Linked DNA regions of Sus scrofa: regions 1 and 3 are each linked to region 2. The links are chromatin contacts, called in public HiChIP or PLAC-seq maps. All regions are on one chromosome and are shown on one strand. Each heading gives the region's core, a stretch centred on a gene start, on an enhancer-like site or on the middle of the called end of the contact. The rest is flanking DNA. Distances are from core to core; before and after follow the strand shown.

The links. HiChIP or PLAC-seq counts read pairs in DNA pulled down with a chosen protein or histone mark.
Region 1: an H3K27ac HiChIP or PLAC-seq map of alveolar macrophages shows a contact between it and region 2, with 2.9 times the contacts expected there. The contact joins two enhancer-like sites. A contact is called at or near these places in 13 of 47 Hi-C or Micro-C datasets (blood, brain, embryonic fibroblasts and 7 more) and 2 of 2 datasets of contacts at active chromatin or transcription factors (alveolar macrophages and skeletal muscle).
Region 3: an H3K27ac HiChIP or PLAC-seq map of alveolar macrophages shows a contact between it and region 2. The contact joins two enhancer-like sites. A contact is called at or near these places in 5 of 47 Hi-C or Micro-C datasets (blood, embryonic fibroblasts and skeletal muscle) and 2 of 2 datasets of contacts at active chromatin or transcription factors (alveolar macrophages and skeletal muscle).

What each region holds. Positions count from the first base shown.
Region 1 is chr4:100,908,936-100,912,318 of Sscrofa11.1, reverse strand. All of the region lies in intron 2 of LOC110260433 (a long non-coding RNA gene), which reads left to right. Among named protein-coding and RNA genes, the nearest start is that of NOTCH2, 41 kb to the left of the region's middle. Within about 2 kb of position 1,843, at least 21 of the 83 cell types and tissues checked have an H3K27ac peak or open chromatin away from gene starts, as enhancers often do. A contact at or near this core is called in alveolar macrophages, where this site is marked.
Region 2 is chr4:100,986,930-100,990,245 of Sscrofa11.1, reverse strand. All of the region lies in intron 1 of NOTCH2 (neurogenic locus notch homolog protein 2), which reads right to left. Among named protein-coding and RNA genes, the nearest start is that of NOTCH2, 37 kb to the right of the region's middle. Within about 2 kb of position 1,330, at least 4 of the 83 cell types and tissues checked have an H3K27ac peak or open chromatin away from gene starts, as enhancers often do. A contact at or near this core is called in alveolar macrophages, where this site is marked.
Region 3 is chr4:101,067,237-101,070,519 of Sscrofa11.1, reverse strand. NOTCH2 (neurogenic locus notch homolog protein 2) reads right to left here. Exons shown (of 34, transcript XM_021090691.1): 5 at 1,421-1,543. Among named protein-coding and RNA genes, the nearest start is that of NOTCH2, 120 kb to the right of the region's middle. Within about 2 kb of position 1,714, at least 14 of the 83 cell types and tissues checked have an H3K27ac peak or open chromatin away from gene starts, as enhancers often do. A contact at or near this core is called in alveolar macrophages, where this site is marked.

The DNA.
Region 1 (3,383 bases), core at 594-3,093, 78 kb after region 2:
ATTTCATAAGTAAGCTTTTCCAAAAAGTGGCTCACACGCCCTGTCTCTCCCTCTTGGCACTCATATTGTGAATTTTCCTTGTTCTAAGGAATGTAATTTGTTAAGGCAGGTCACCAGTTGAAAGATGGCATCTAGGGAGCATAGTCACCCCAATCCTGCAGTTTGGATCACACATAATTATTAAACACAACTTGAGGGTTTAACAAGAGGAATGTCCTTGTCACTGAAGAAAGTGGGCAAAATCTAGGCAGGCACTCAGGCCGGGGAAGCTTGCAGCATTCCTCTGAGCCTGGAGGAGTTTCCCATTCTATGGCCGCTTTCCCCTCCCTTCCTTTCTGGAGGGAAGGGAGGAAAGAAGAGGGAGAAAAGAAAAGAGGGAGGGGGGACAGTTTCAAAACAAAGTCACCTGACTACAACCTCATTCCCTTTTTCTTTGATTAGGACACCCTCCAACTCACTGCTGTTGGGGTTGCTAAAACAGAGGCCATGTTTACCACTTGAGGCTCTGGCCTTGTGAGAGAAGATGGTCCATCTTACTCCAGAATTCTTTGCCTCACCTCCTATCCAAGTGCCCATATTCCTCCCTTTAAATTTCATTGATGATCTAGATCTCGGAAATTTTCTGGGTTGAAGAGAAAGAAACTGAACATGATGGGAGGGGTGAGAAGGCTGCAAGGGAAAGGGGTAGGCAGCAGGGCACGTTGCACCTATTTCCCAATGCTTCCACAGTCGGTCCTGGCCGCTTGCAGGATAGAAAAGTGAGAAGCAGAAAGGCCAATGAGTAACTTAGTGGTCTTGGGTACACGGTATGTTCTCTACCCCCCACCCCCCCAACTCCAGCTGCACTAACTGTATTTCCTGTTCTGTTATCTAAAGTGTGAGTCTGGCACTCTCTGAAGACACAAGTGCCCACTTCCAGCCAAACAAAGCAGCCTTTCCTCCAGCCCAAGATGCCCCCCCACCCCCCGCCCCCGCCCAGTTTCTGTTCTCTGCTTCTCCAGCTGGAAAAGCAGGGCCCAGCTCTCACCTCCTCAGATTCGGAGGTGATGAGTAATGATCCACTGTGAGACTCTACAGTTTCAAGGAGTTCCCAACCTGATCAGTATTTAAAATCTAGACCAAATTATTGCACATTTTCCCACACTTTTCATTTCCTTTCCCTATAGTTCTGGCTGCTGAAGAATTAGTATCTCCTTTAATAGCAAAGGTGGCAAACATAAGTAGTAAGGGTAGGCAGAGGCAAAATCATAAAGTAGGTGGAGTATATCGTTGATGCTCTCATCTCCTCCCTTTCTCCTTCTCCCTCTATCGAAGTCAGGAAAAAATCTGAAAATGGTCATTTACACATTAATGTGAATTTAAAGCTCTCTAATTGTCTCTCACAGGGATTTTTATAAATTTTTTTTTTTTTTTGGCCACTCCTAGAAGCAGCCTTTCAGGCAGGTAGCCAGTGTATTTTTCAGGGAACATGGGAGCCTATATCAGGTAGAGAGCTCCTTAGAAACACTTGTATCCCTGGGAGGTTCCTGCTCACAGAGCTGCACTATGAGGGGATTTTGAAATAAATGGTCCACAGCCATTCATTTCGGGGACTTTTCCCCAGCCTCTGCCTCTCTGGTGGCTTTTCTGTCATTACCTACCTTCTTAGGCCAATACCTGGTGACACTCATGGTGACCCAGAAGGCTGGATCACGGGAAGTAGAGAATGGGCTGTGCTGATGATTTATTAAACTCTGTGGCTTCTTGCTCCTCCACAAGACTCCTCATCAGAGGGTGCGGCTTGGGTCATGCTGGGCACTCAGCAGCTTTGTGGTGGGTATCGGTTTGTGCTTCCTCCCCCTTGCTTTCGATTCAATGCTTTCCTGTTGCAGTCTGAGCAGTTCTATTTAACCGCAGCCCCACAGCAGCTACCACTGCATGCAAACTGGATCCAATCAGGGGCAAGTGTAGGGTAACCAGAGGGGAAGAGTTAAGAGGTAAGAAAGGAGAGTGCTAGAAGCCAACTGGAAATGAACAAAAAATTCCAAAGAGAGAACATCATGGTGAATAATAATTGAGAAAACATTCCAGTAATTTAAAAAAATATGTTCCAGCTCACATTCAGTTGTGGTAAAAGTCAATCCTGACCTGAGTTAATCAGTTCAAATACATTTTCATTAGAACATAGCCTTGGATGTATTTTTCAAAGAATTAAGAAATATATCAAATTAGATAAAGTTAATTTGGGTTTTAATCCAAGAATTAATATAAAATTAAGTAGCCAAATTCAGTTCTGATAAGGTTAATGACAATTTCAGGGTAGAATTTAGACTTCATATAATTGAGGTCCTAGAGAGGGTGTTCCAGGCAAGGGCAAGAGCATTTGTGAAGGCCCAGAAGCAGGAGGAAACAGTTTGTATTTAAAACACTGCAAGCCAGCATGAGTGATGCACAGACTGATGGCAGGTAGGCAGGTTACTGATCATGAAGGGCTTAGGAGCTATGCTAAGAAGTTTGGACTCCATAGCCTATGAACGGTGGGAACAACTAAATGATTTTTAAACAAAGGAGGTGAATTGTTCAGAATTACATTTACAAAAAAGTTTCTGATAAGTGGTGGAAAATGACACAAGAAGAGAAAAACCGGGGGCAGGAAACTAGCAAAGTCTTGCACAAATCCAGAGGCGATTGATTGCTTAGGCCAGATGGGGATGAGAGTAAGTGGGTAGATCCAAAGAAGTAGATTTAACTGGACTTGGTTGTTGATTGAATGTGATGAGTGAGCAAAAGAGTAAGCAAGGTTGAATCTTAGGTTTCTGGCTAGAGCATCCGGGCAGATGTTGTAGCATATATTTGGATAAGAAACATTAGAAGAGGAATAGTTTGAAGGAGTGAGTTAATATGGCTTCAGGAACTTCCAAATTGAAATGGTTCTAGAAGGCAGTTGAATATTTAAGTCTGGAGTTCAGGAAAGGTAGAGATTTGGAAATCACTGGAATGTAGATCTCAACTACATTGAAAGGGATATGATTTCTCAGAGAATGTGTAGAGGATAGAGAGGCTGGCATAGGATGGGGTCTTGAGCAACAGCAACACCTAAAACTCTTGTAGAGAAAAAGGAGCTTGCAAAGGATACAGAATATCCATGACTAAAGTAGGAAAACCATACTAGTGTGTGGAAACCAAAGGAAGATGGTGAGTCCATCTAGGAGGTCATTAGAATCAGATGCTGCTCAGAGTCAACTAAGATAGTGACTGATGTATCCACTGGATTTAGTAACATCATCAGGGGGTGGGGGGAATCACTGTCTTTAGTGAAAGCCCCTTCAACACAGTGGGAACCAATGCCAGATTAGGCTGGGTTGAAAAATGAGGGCCAAGTGAAGAATTAGACACAATAGAGT
Region 2 (3,316 bases), core at 81-2,580:
GCTATTCATATTCAGAAACTCAACAACGTATTAGTGAGTAAGTAGTCCTCAATTATTCTTAATTGAATAGTGGACAAATACACCAACATGGCAACACCTCCCTGTTAGGTACTGGTTAAAATAGGCTATTTAATCTTTGAGGTTTAAAAGCCTCCCAGAATCTCCTCACAAAAGACAGATGAGGGTAAAAAGAGATGAAAAAGAAGCAAACAACAATTTAAAAATGCACCTGCCTCTGAACAAGGTTGTATACTTTAGAATGTAACCACTGCTTCTTGTACAACACTTTAGTGAGCAAGCAAAATTGTATTTTTAAAGGGATGTTATTTGTTAAAAGACAACGTATTATTAGGAAGACAATATCTGACTCCAATCAAAATATTATCTTCATGTTTCCCTTACCTCACAAAATACACACACACACACACGCTTTCTTCATATGTATAAATACATATGAGGTGGGAGAGCTACTCTTAGCCCAGAAACAGGTTCTGCAACATCCATAGATTCAACCTGTCTTTGTGAGACAATAAGTCCGTCTTGGCATGCTGTTTGGCTGATGCATTCAAAGAACCAGAGTCACTGCCAATATCCTGCAGAAGAAACTGACGTGAAGACCAGAAACTGTCCTAGGCAGTTTCTGGGGAAGGTGCTTCAGTCCAATGGTAATAGAGACACAGGCCTCTCATTGCCTGGCCTAGAGACCGAGGACACCAGAGCTGGACCATGATAACCAGACTGCAGTTCAAAAGTAGCAAGGGATAGTAAAATGACCCCTAAGAGTTTGTATAATCATCTAGTAAAGCCCAAACTTTGAGGAGCTGGTAGAACAGGGTTTTGCCAAGACAAGCACAAGAGGGTGAGGAAGATCTAAGTATGATTAATCAATGCCACCTAAGGCAGCAATTTGGGGTGTGTCCATACTGCACCTTGGTCACTGCCTAGCTGTGAAGAGAAGTTCCTTCAGCTACTGCAGCTAGATCTTCCAAAGGAGATACTTCCACCTTAACTTGTCCTAGATGAGGCTTAACAGCCAGGACTGAGAACACAGCCCTCTCTCTTGCCACAAACCCCACTAACAGACATAATAAACACCACAACATGTGCCAACTTTGTATTTACACCACCACCAAACAAAAGGTTCTTTGTCTTTTCCCCAAGTAAAGTTTTGATACTTCTAAATTCCAAGAGAGAAAGAGAACAGCAGACAAGCCCAGCAGGGGTAATCTGGGAGATTGCTATTTGCTGGTGGCCCTAGAGTCTACTCCCCCAGACTCTACAACTCTTAGTCACCCTGAGTTCAGGGAACTGCTCTCAGAGAGTGTAGATAAGTTACTAAATAACTGCATTTCATATTCCTAATTGTGTATCTTGTCTCCCTGATGATGTCAGTTCCTTGGGGGCAGGATTCTATCTTCCACTCGGTCAATGATTCCCACACAGCTAGAAGAGTAGAACAACCTATACTCCCTACCACATGATGCTAAGGGAAACACACAAATTAAGAATGACAACATACCACAGTCCTCCCTAACACACCACTAACACAGCAGAGCTACAGAGACAATAAATCTTAAAGGCAATAGCTACGGCTCCTACTAAAGTATTATCTAGAAATTTATGTATTTACATATATAAATTAATTAATATAATAATTGCTTTGCTTTTCTCACTCCTAGCTATGGCTTTTACCATGCCCTCTTCTTGGTTTACCCTTCTTTTTAAGGTCACACAGTTGGTATTCTCCTCAAAAAGGAGAGGAGGAGAAAAAGAACAGACCTATAGCAAACCTCCTACCACTGCCAATGAATACTGCAATTGTCCCATCCAGACGCCATAAGCATATGCTTTCAGATCTGAAGCCACTTTCCTCTTCCTATCAAGAACAGCAAAATCAACTGTCTTTGTCAGAGGAACACTCCTGGGCGGCTTCTTACAGACCTCTCATTTCTGCTCAAGAGGTCCCTGGTTCCTCTTTTATTCTCTCTTATTCCATTCACTGCAGCAGCCCAGACACCCCAAAAGCAGGACCGCCTGAAATGAGTGACCTTTCTATCTTTTGCACTAACATATCTGAGGGCAATCCCTGACACCAGATATGCATTCATGGGTTAACAAAACAGACATCCTAAGATAGTATCATTCACAAGGGCTGAGGACAGATTTCTTCAATAGACACCAAAAAGACTGTAACTTCTATGTAGTCTGGCATCTCAGGTAACATTCTGATGGAGAGATAAGGAGGCCTCCATCAAAGTCACACATAACACATACAAGCAGTTCCAAGACTTTGGAAAAATTGCAAAAAAAAAAAAAAAAAAAAAAAAAAGAAAAGAAAAAAAATTACTTTACAAGCCTTATAGGGATGCCAAAGCAGCTGCCTCTCCCTGCTAAGTTAGGCATTCAGCATATAGCAAACCTCTTACCACTGCAAAAAGTTAGGCATTCAGCATATAGCAAACCTCCTACCACTGCAAAAAGCAGGCACTTGCAAGGCAGTGGGGGGGAGAGCGACCAAAGGACCAAATCAAAACAACCCATCTCTAGCACTATCATGAAAAATAAGCAAACACAAACAATAAAAGCCCTTGGCTTCCCTAGAGTCACTCTGCAGTGATTCTAAAACTTCCCTAATATAAAAACTACCAGGCTACTTCTTAAATACACAAATTCCCAGACACTATTTCAAACTCACTGAATCAGAATCTCCAGGACAGGATCCTAAGGACTTCTTAAAAGAGAGGTTAGGGAAACACTGCTAAACAAATGCTTCCCACCCACCAGTGACCATCTGGGCAGGGAGGTATAAAACACATAGGGCTAATATGATTAAACCAAGCAATTACCCAAGATGGGATCATCTTCATGCTTCTCATGGATTTAACTCCTTTTATGGAGGGGTAGATATCAGTTCAGTAAAGGGTACCTCTGGATCCCTGTCATCCACAAAGGGCTGAGTATTCTTTGAGACAAATTCCTAAGATGATACCAATGGGTGCAAATCATAAAGAGGCAGATGACAGCTGAATATAAGAAGATCTTTCTAAGAATTAGAGCTGTCCAAATCTAGACTCACCTGCCTCCAGAGGCAAGGCGCTATCTATCATAAGAGGTTTTCAAGGAGAAAAAAGGTGGGATACATCTTAACCAGAATGTTCTAAGAAAATCAGAATCAGCATGGGATGCGTCGAAGGTCTAGGTGAATTTTAAAGTTTCAGCCAACACATAAGTCAACAAAAAGGAAAATTTCAGCTACCCATTAATTAATAAAAAGAGATAGCATAAAAGTCTGTAGGTGGAGTCAGCCTTTCGCTGA
Region 3 (3,283 bases), core at 465-2,964, 80 kb before region 2:
TCCTGGGCACAATCCTTTCATTGATGTTGTAGTTTTTATCTTGTAACATTAACTTATCCTTGGGTTTCTACATTAAATCAATCAATTTCTCTCAAAAAGGCTCAGTTCTTAATCACTTAATCAGTTCTTTAATCAGTTCTTACTTGTCTCCACTTTCTGTTAGATAAATAGATATAAACAGAAATTGGAACCAAATGTTTACATAAACTCAATTTCAAAAATAAGAGGAAAATCTGCCTAAGACATTAAAAACTTCCAATATAAATTGGAAAGTTATACTTCCAGTTATAAATTTAAGACTAGTTTTCTAACATCAGAAAAATCTATGTGCAAAAAAGGGATTAAAAAAGGAAAAAGAGAAATGTAGATAGACGTCATAAAAATAACATCATTAAGAAGACCTGCTCAACCCTTTGCATAACTATAGGACATGGAGTTTCCATCACGGCTCGGTGGTTAACAAATATGACTAGGAACGATGAGGTTGTGGGTTCAATCCCTGTCCTTGCTAAGTGGGTTAAGGATCCGGTGTTGCCGTAAGCTGTGGTGTAGGTCACAGACGTGGCTCAGATCCCAAGTTGCTGTGGCTCTGGCATAGGCTGGAGGCCATAGCTCTGATTAGACCCCTCGCCTGGGAACCTCCTTATGCCACAGGAGCGGCCCTAGAAAAAGGCAAAAAGACCAAAAAAAAAATAATAATAATTATAGAACATGACAGTAAAATGAGATCGGTTTTTGTCCGTACACAAACAATAAGCTCTGAACTCTCACGGTCTGTAAAATTTATTTTCCCTTCCTTTTAGCTGGAAGAAGGGTGGGTAGAAGGGGGAATATTTTAATAACTTTATCACATAATTATGAATATTCTTTGATACTACACCAAAACTTGACAAGTTGTAGTTTCTTTTTCTTTTCCAGCCTTACTGAGCTATATTTAACATACAACATCATATAAGTTTAAGGGGGTATAAGATGATGATATGTGAAATGTAAAATGTGAAATGATTACCACAGTAAGATCAGTTAACATGTCCTTGACCTCACACAGTTACTGTTTTTGTGTGTATGTTGTGAGAACATTTGTATTTTTGCATTTAAGTATGTTCTTTTCCTCAAATACTAATAAGCATCTGCTATGTTCTAGGCATGGCAGATGTTTTTGCCAGATAATAACTTCAAGAGTCTGTCAATAATGCTCTTTTCTCATATCTCCCACCTAGTATTGGGCTGGGTTTACAAAAGCTGCCCAATAATACCTGTGAAAATATTTCTTTCTTCAAGTGAACACGGGTACATATTGGTAGCACTATACCCAATGATGAAGTACGAGATCCTTGTAAAAGGAGTCTACTTCAATAACAACCTGCCTCTGGTGACCAACCTACACCCCATTCTGACTGATGTGTCACACGGGACATACCTGTCCACTGAGGGGGGCAGCGGCAGTTGTAAGTGTTGACCCCATCCACACAAACCCCTCCATTCTGACACTTGTGGTTAGGGCAGTCATCAATATTCCTCTCACAGGTGATGCCTTCGAAACCTAGGACGAGAAGAACAAGAGAAAATGATAAATTATCACACAGATAATGTGATCTGCTCTTCGCCACAGGACGTGGTCGTCAGAACAGACTGACTTCATTATTTCAGTTCAATTGTCAGCAGCTGGTCAACCCAAGACTCACCACAGAAAAAAATCCCCCAACCTTCTGTCTTCTCTTACTTCAAGCACGGACAGTTAAAAATGACTCATTTTGCCAGTGACATGCCTTCATAGTTACCTCACAAGTATTTCAAAGTGTTTTCATGAAATAAAATCCCAGTGAAGATAAATGTCTACACAGGACAGCTATTAAGAGGTTCTTTAAAAAAAGGGAGGAGGGTATTAGATTTTCCCCAGCTCCGTGCTAGATTAATGGGAAGAACAGATGAAAGATTGCCTAATTAAATTTAAATTCCTTTTAATTTTTTTTCCCCTGGAATGACTGCTTGGGAAAATCAGAGGAGAATGGGGGTGGGGGCATAAAAAAATACTGAACATAAAATCTGAATATATGGGTCAAAGTCACCCTCACTGCTTTTAAGCTATTTAATACATGGTAAATTACAAACTCTGAAAACAGCTTCCTCATCTGTAAAACGAGGCTGATTTCACCTGCCCAGCCTGCTTTTCTAGGTTGTTCTAAGTGCCACATCATGAGTAAAATACAGTATAAATATAAAGAGCTATCTGAACATGGGGTGGCATTATTACTAATTAAACTTGTCAACCCTTCAAATTCTTCATCCTTTTCTCCACTTTTATAGCATTGCTTCCTTCCTCTTGATTTTTTCCTTTTACGAAAATGAAACTAGCACACCAAACTTCACCCTAACTGCCCATACTGCTGTGCTCCTCTATAATTTATATATTGGGCTTTTTTCTTTCTCCTTGCTACAAAATCTCATAGCTATTAAAATAAAAGACTACCAGTTTTAAAACAAGACAGAATGTTCACTGAACATTCTCTTATTTGAAATACAGTATGACTAAATATTTGACCTCTATCAAAATGTTCCCTAAGGTTCCTCTCTCTTACTCAAAACACTTGTGAGTCTTACACTATGCACCAGCACAACTGTGTAAAGGAGAGTCCCTGCTTTCGGGGCATTTACAGTCTGGTGAGACATCAATTACACCTCGCTTTATTCACTCCTTACCACAAGCTACTGTGGCATTCTATATCTTCTCTGTTACACTGAACGTGGCTGGTTTCTCTAACTACAGTAGCAGTTATGTAAATGAGTATGAACCAAGTTACTGAAAAAACTACCCAGAGACCAAAGGAAATCACTTTGTGGAAGATGCGGATAAATGAAAACTTGACTGAAGAGAAATTACATTTCTCCAGGTATTTGGTACTCAGTCCATTCAAGTAGATGAATCATTATGTCAGCTTGAGAAAGACTCTGAAAAATGTTATAGACTCAGACTTTTTAAATTATTCATATTACTCATATATCTGTTTAATCATATGAAAGTCTTCCAAATGGACTAATGAGTCAGAAAGTGTCGAACTGTTTAAGCCCACCCACAATTACGATAAATTGAGGGCAAATCTATAGATAGATGTATAGTCCCTGAACAACTGAGGTCTGTGTTCCTAGTCTAGTGCTCCTCAATGGAAACATTCTTCAGGAAAGTTAGAGAGTGGTTTAGATTATGGGATGATGGGATACATAAGGGGTCCTGCCCAACACTATTAGAATCTGTATGGTCTGGTGGTATCCTAGAATTGATATT